2 separate regions of the Mus musculus genome follow, and region 2 is linked to region 1. Evidence: chromatin contacts called from public promoter capture Hi-C data. All regions are on one chromosome and are shown on one strand. Each heading gives the region's core, a stretch centred on a gene start, on an enhancer-like site or on the middle of the called end of the contact. The rest is flanking DNA. Distances are from core to core; before and after follow the strand shown.

Region 1 (3,135 bases), core at 193-2,692:
TGGCTCACTGGGTACTCAGGCAAAGGGAGAAGTGGCAATTACGCCAAGGGGATTAAAGGGAGTTTTTCGGGTCCTTCTAGTAGGGGAAAAGAATGTGAATCCCTTTTAAGGGGGAGTAGAACCCCCACTTCACCCCCAATGTACCCTACGGCCCTGGGTCAAGCACACCCATTTCAGGGAAGGCCTTCAGCTTTCCTTCTCGAAGCCTTCCCCCCAACACACACACACACCTCATCTCTGTGGATGACACCCCCTTTTTTCGGGAACGCATAGATTTTTGGGTTCCTCCCCAACACAGACTTCGCATCAATTGGCCCAATCTCTCCAGAGTATCCTGGCTAGGGAAAGGTTTGCGGTATCGGAAGCGAAGAGGCCAAGTCGACCCCGGGAGGCCATTTTCTTCGGCAGAAGCCGAGGTTCGGGGCGAGTCCTTCCTCCTCACCACGCGCTTCCCATCCGGGCTCAGGCGGAGAGCTCGGCCGCGGAGGACCACTTTGCTTTCACCTCTGGTGCGGAGATAGCTCTTGGCCTGGGTGGCTGCTCTCACCTAAGGGCCTCCAGGATAGCCTGAGGACCGACGTCACTCAGGACTCGAACCCGCCCTCTCAGTTCCTGAGGCCTAGTCTGAAGCTGATGCTCGGCAGGCCACCACACTGTCCCTTTAAGGCGGCACTTCTTAATTCATTTGTTTACTTCTTCATGCGCTTTTCGTCTTTTTAATAAATAGTTGTCCAAAATATCCTTCCGCTTATCTCTCTCCAAGAAACCCATCACCTACCTCAGAGACATTATTGTAATTTTAAGAATCCAATGTCAGTAATCACGACTAACAGCTCTCTTTATAGAATTTAATCCTCTTTTACACTTTAGGGACTACTTTTTAGGGACAGACCATTTTTGCATAAGTTGAAAACGGTTTATGGCCATCAGAACCTTTCCGCTGAGAACAGAATATGACAGTAGATTTTCAAACGCACCTTTTAATAAAAATATTCTGTATAAGCTCCCAAAGGTCATGGAATCTTCTTGTATTCCTGAAGCACAATGGTATGGTCCAGAACCCGCCCCATCTCCTCTGTAATTGGTCTTCCTTCCTCGGAGAGACGAATAACTCTTGCCCAATGACTGCTCACGTTTCTTCAGCGAGAGCTAAGCGATGGAAGAAGGCGGCCTGGGAGACGCCCCCTACGCATTCTATGATTGGCTACGTTGCACGGCGCGCGAGGACGGCGGGCCCGAAAGAAGGGAACTACGACTCCCGGCTGCCCCACACCTGGACTCCGTTACGCATGCGCATGGGCGGGGCTTACAAGCTTCTATATATAAGAGGCGCCGAGGGCTTGGAGACAGCAGTTGGAAGTTGGCAGGTGGAAAGTCAGGTTGGGAGGGGAAGCCGGAGGAGGAGGCGGAAGAAGAGCTGTCTGAAGGGGGAGGGAGGGAGGGAGGAAAAGAGGAGGAGGCGGAGGAGAACTGAGCGGAGCATCGAGCCAGAGGGGAGATGAGTTTGTCTGTCCTCGGCTAAGGCTCCGGCCCGGCCTGAGGAACTGGGAGCTCGGGTTGGAGCGACACCCGTGGAAGTGGGAGGTGGCGGCTCTGGGACTTTAACCCCTTGTGGGCTCTGCGGCAGGGGATTTAACCCTTTGTGGATTCGGCCCCTCCGAGGCAGCGTCATCGGGTAGTTTTAACCCTTTCGGGTTGGGTTTAACCCATTGGACTTAAACCTCCTCTCCTTGCGCACCAACTCCTCGTCTGTGGGAGCACTCGGCGGGGAGGCGTGAAGCCCACCCCTCTGCATATTTGCATACGGTGCCTGCTGCTGAACCCCCGGACCTGCTAGTTGGCCACGCTTGTGTGCGCTTAACCCTTTATTGACTGGACTCCAAGTTGCGATTGGAGTTTGCTGACAGGACGGACGGAAGGCGTCACTGCAGAAATTACTGACCGAAGAGGACTTTGTTGGACATATTTTGAAAAGAAAGAAAAACCTCTTTCCTTAAGCCAGAATTTCTCAAACTTCCAGAAGAGAACTCTACTAAGCCATGGCCGAGCCACTCTTGACAGAACATCAACACCAGCCTCAAACTAGCAACTGTACAGGTGCTGCTGTTGTCCATGAAGAGCATACCTCTGAGCGCCCCCCAAGCGCGGAGGAACGGGTGCCCAAGGAGGACAGTAGGTGGCAATCGAGAGCGTCCTTGCAGTCCGGTAGCCGTCCAGGGCAGGAGGGAGAAGGGGGCCTGAAGCACCAGCTGCCCCCATTGCAGACGAATGCCTGTCCAGAATTGAGCTCCCTGGAGAAGGGCGAGAAGGGCCAGAATGGGGAGGACTTATCCACTGGCGGTGCCTCCCCGTCGGCGGAGGGAGAGCCGATGTCAGAGTCCCTCGTGCAGCCAGGTCATGACTCGGAGGCCACCAAGCAGGAGGCTCCTGCCGCCGGAGGCGAGGAGCCATGGGGACAGCAACAGAGACAGCTGGGCAAGAAAAAACATCGGAGACGCCCCTCAAAGAAGAAGCGGCATTGGAAGCCCTACTACAAGCTGACTTGGGAGGAGAAGAAAAAGTTCGACGAGAAGCAGAGCCTGCGAGCTTCGCGGGTTCGAGCCGAGATGTTCGCCAAGGGCCAGCCAGTTGCGCCCTATAACACCACGCAGTTCCTCATGGATGACCACGATCAGGAGGAGCCTGATCTCAAAACCGGCCTTTACCCCAAGCGGGCAGCCGCCAAATCCGACGACACCAGCGATGAGGATTTTGTGGAAGAAGCTGGTGAGGAAGACGGAGGCAGCGATGGCATGGGAGGGGACGGCAGCGAGTTTCTGCAGCGGGACTTCTCGGAGACGTACGAGCGGTACCACGCCGAGAGCCTGCAGAACATGAGCAAGCAGGAGCTCATCAAAGAGTACCTGGAGCTGGAGAAGTGCCTCTCCCGCAAGGAGGACGAAAATAACCGGCTGCGGCTGGAAAGCAAGCGGCTGGGAGGCGTCGACGCGCGAGTGCGGGAGCTCGAGCTAGAGCTGGACCGGCTGCGCGCTGAGAACCTCCAGCTGCTGACCGAGAACGAACTGCACCGGCAGCAGGAGCGAGCGCCTCTTTCCAAGTTCGGCGACTAGACTGAAAACTTTTGGGGGGAGGGGG
Region 2 (3,087 bases), core at 196-2,695, 3.7 Mb after region 1:
GGACATGGTGAGACTGTTTAATCAATCAATACCAAGAATACAGGATAAAATATACTACAATCTAATTGCATTTATCACCGGCTTGCTTTATTTTGCTTTAAAAATTTAAGGTTACAGTATATACTAATTTTCACAAGCTTGGATTTGTAAGGTGTTGTTAGCTACTCCATACTGCTAAACGGCAGAGGCAGCATTTCCGAATTTGTTATATTTGACTTTAAAGATGTGTATCTCATCTTCTAGCTGACAAGCTAAAAAATTACCTGGCAAAAAACCCCACAAAAAAAAAAAAAACAAAACAAAGCAACAAACCAAAAACAAACAAACAAACAAAAAACACCAAGAAAAACCTGAGTTGCCAGGCAGTGGTGGCGCACGCCTTTAATCCTAGCACTTGGGAGGCAGAGGCAGGCAGATTTCCGAGTTCGAGGCCAGCCTGGTCTATAGAGTGAGTTCCAGGACAGCCAGGGCTACACAGGGAAACTCTGTCTCAAAAAAAAAAAAAAAAAAAAAAAAAAAAAGAAAAACCTGAGTTGATAATTGTATTTAAAACTGGAACAGAGGAAGTCTTTGAAAATGCCTTGGTATCAATGAAAGCATGTGACTGATTTATATAAGGTCCTACCTCTATAGTTTTAGGTTTGCTCGTCAAACTGAATGCTTTACAAATTTCTTCAGGAATGATGCCTCGGACCTTTGCCTCAAGGTGGATCACTCTGATGTTATTAAAAAAAAAAAAAAAAAAAAAAAAAGGAACCTGGTCACTTCTTTGCCTGGAAGCCTAGGGCCGTTGCTGTCTCCAAACTCGTGCAAGACTGCTTTTCCACCCCAAATCTGTTCAGAAGCACGAAACGCGAAGAGCCATACCGTGAAGAAGAGTCGCCCGTAGTTTCCCAGAAGTTTTTAATAAGTTCTCAAGAAATGCCACTAGCTGTTCCTTACTCGGCTCTCTGTCTTGCAAGATTTCGCGTATACTTTCTGGAGAGACTAACCTGAAGGCACTGTCCCTCGGCTGCGAAGAGCCCGGCTCCTGGTGGAGGGAGTCCACCGCGAAGACCTGCTCCCTGAACACCACCATAGAGGACCACCACTGTGAGGCTAGGTTCTTTCGTAACTCTACACCCAAAGGTCCAAAGCGCGCGTGGCACCCGCTCAGCAGAGCAGCCGTGCTGAGCTGCTGCGGCGTCCCGCTGAAAAAGTGCCTCCTCCGGCAGAGGTCTACCAGCGCCTCGCGGGCCACCGCATGCTCGGGGGCGTCAGGCTGCTGCGTCCCATCTGCGGGACCCGCGTACCCGGACAGCCAGCACCTGCAGGCCCTGCGGCAGGCCCTGGCGCCGCCACCGCAGCGCATCGCTTCAGGAGTCGGAACACCAGCACCTCCCGTGCAGAGCCGCAGTTTCAAACCTACACCAGCACCAGGGCCTGGGGTGCAGGCACAGCGGAAATGGACGTGCTGTAGACCACGCCCCCGGAAGAGCGTCACCCGCTGCTGAGCAGCAGCCGCCTTGGGCGTATCCCGGCCTCCGCGGCTGACGCCAGCGTCTGATTGTTTACTACCTTTGGGATTTTCCGTTTGGTAACTCCACCTGCCTCACATTCACTTGTTTAGCTTTTACCACAATCCTGTTACTATAGAGTTAGCATCAGGTTTTCCGAGCTGCCAAACAAAACGAAAAAAACCCCTTCCAAAATGTTGTCCTGGACGGTACTGATGTGAGGCTTAGCGTTCAGTCTCCAAGGGAATGTGTTGTGCACTTTTAGTTTATACTAATGCTGGCAAACATTATCACCAATGGCCACTCCACTCTCTCCCGGGTGTGGCTGGACAGACAGGGTGACCAGGTCTTAAAAAGGGCTTCGGGAATTTATTAACCACCTCCTTAAAAAGAATTTTTTTTTTTTTTTTTAAAGATTTGTGAGTTGCTGTCTTCAGACACACCAGAAGAGGCCATCACTACAGGTGGTTGTGAGGCACCGTATGGTTGCTGGAAGAGCAGTGCTCTTAACCTCTGTACTTCCCTTCTCGTAGAAATCAGTTAATACCTGACTAGGACAAAGGGGTGTTTTTGATACTGGAGTTTGATTATAAGGTGCAGGACTGTTGTGGTAGCTCACTCCTATGTTAACATATGCATAAGGGACAATCTCTGACTTCAAGGCCAGCTTGGCCTATGTATCAAATTCCAGGATAGCTGGAATGGGGAAGGCGGGGGTGCAAAAACCCAGGTAAGAGGCCTCTACGCGAATAAATAAATGAAGAGAATGGGGAGAAAAATCACATTTATTAGTTAAGACAACCACAGGCTGGACACAACACACATGCTAAAAAGTGGACTGTCTTTTAAAACTTCAAAGGTAATTTTTTCCAAGCCCCACAATCATTTCCATAATTATTTACAAAATAAAAGGTCCACATTAAGACATTGAACAGTAAAATATGTAATAAATGCTCCAATCTACACCTATACTTAAAAATCATGAATCTGACTAGCCATGCCATTGAAAACCACTCAGTACTAGAGGATGAACCAGTTTTCAATGTTATCAGCCCTGGAAAACACGCCCAGCTCCCACCCCCAGCACATTCTATTTTGTTTTAACATTTTATAAATAAGGCATTAACAATAAGCCCATTTTAAAAACAAAAAGTTAAATAACTTCCTTTAAGACTTTTGTCCTGGGCAAAAAACACACCAATTTTTTGGGAAGACATTTAGACCTACTTATAGCCATTCTGAAACAAAGCTGTTTGCTGGTGATCCTACTTAAATCTAAAGCTTTCCCCCCAATCCTTCTAGCTGTTAAGCCCATAGTGAACCTAACCCGAAAACTTTACTGTGCTTTTGGTTATGTCGTCTTCCTTGTGACTAGCCTACAAGACCCCTAAAATCCCCTGAAATAATGTGGAGACATTCCTGACTTCCAGGTGTGGCTATAAGCACTCTGGCAAGTCCTCGAGGACTAGGAACCTACAAGGTAATCCTGCACTAAAGACACAGTGCACACAGCTCTTGGGCTAACAGTCTTTCAGCTTCGCACATTTCGGCAGTTGACAACAAAACCAAGAGATGGAATAAAATTTTGATA

Evidence for each region. Promoter capture Hi-C pulls out the DNA fragments that hold promoters and counts their contacts.
Region 2: a contact with region 1 is called in a promoter capture Hi-C map of second pharyngeal arch cranial neural crest. The contact joins the promoter of Polg2 here to the promoter of Hexim1 in region 1. A contact is called at or near these places in 2 of 39 promoter capture datasets (erythroid cells and second pharyngeal arch cranial neural crest).

The regions. Positions count from the first base shown.
Region 1 is chr11:103,114,883-103,118,017 of GRCm38.p6, forward strand. Hexim1 (hexamethylene bis-acetamide inducible 1) reads left to right here and starts at 1,443. Exons shown (of 1, transcript NM_138753.2): 1 at 1,443-3,135. The coding sequence starts at 2,040. The coding sequence ends at 3,110.
Region 2 is chr11:106,778,092-106,781,178 of GRCm38.p6, forward strand. It overlaps Polg2 (polymerase (DNA directed), gamma 2, accessory subunit), which reads right to left and starts at 1,446. Exons shown (of 8, transcript NM_015810.2): 1 at 868-1,446. The coding sequence starts at 1,351. Ddx5 (DEAD box helicase 5) reads right to left here. Exons shown (of 13, transcript NM_007840.3): 13 at 2,265-3,087.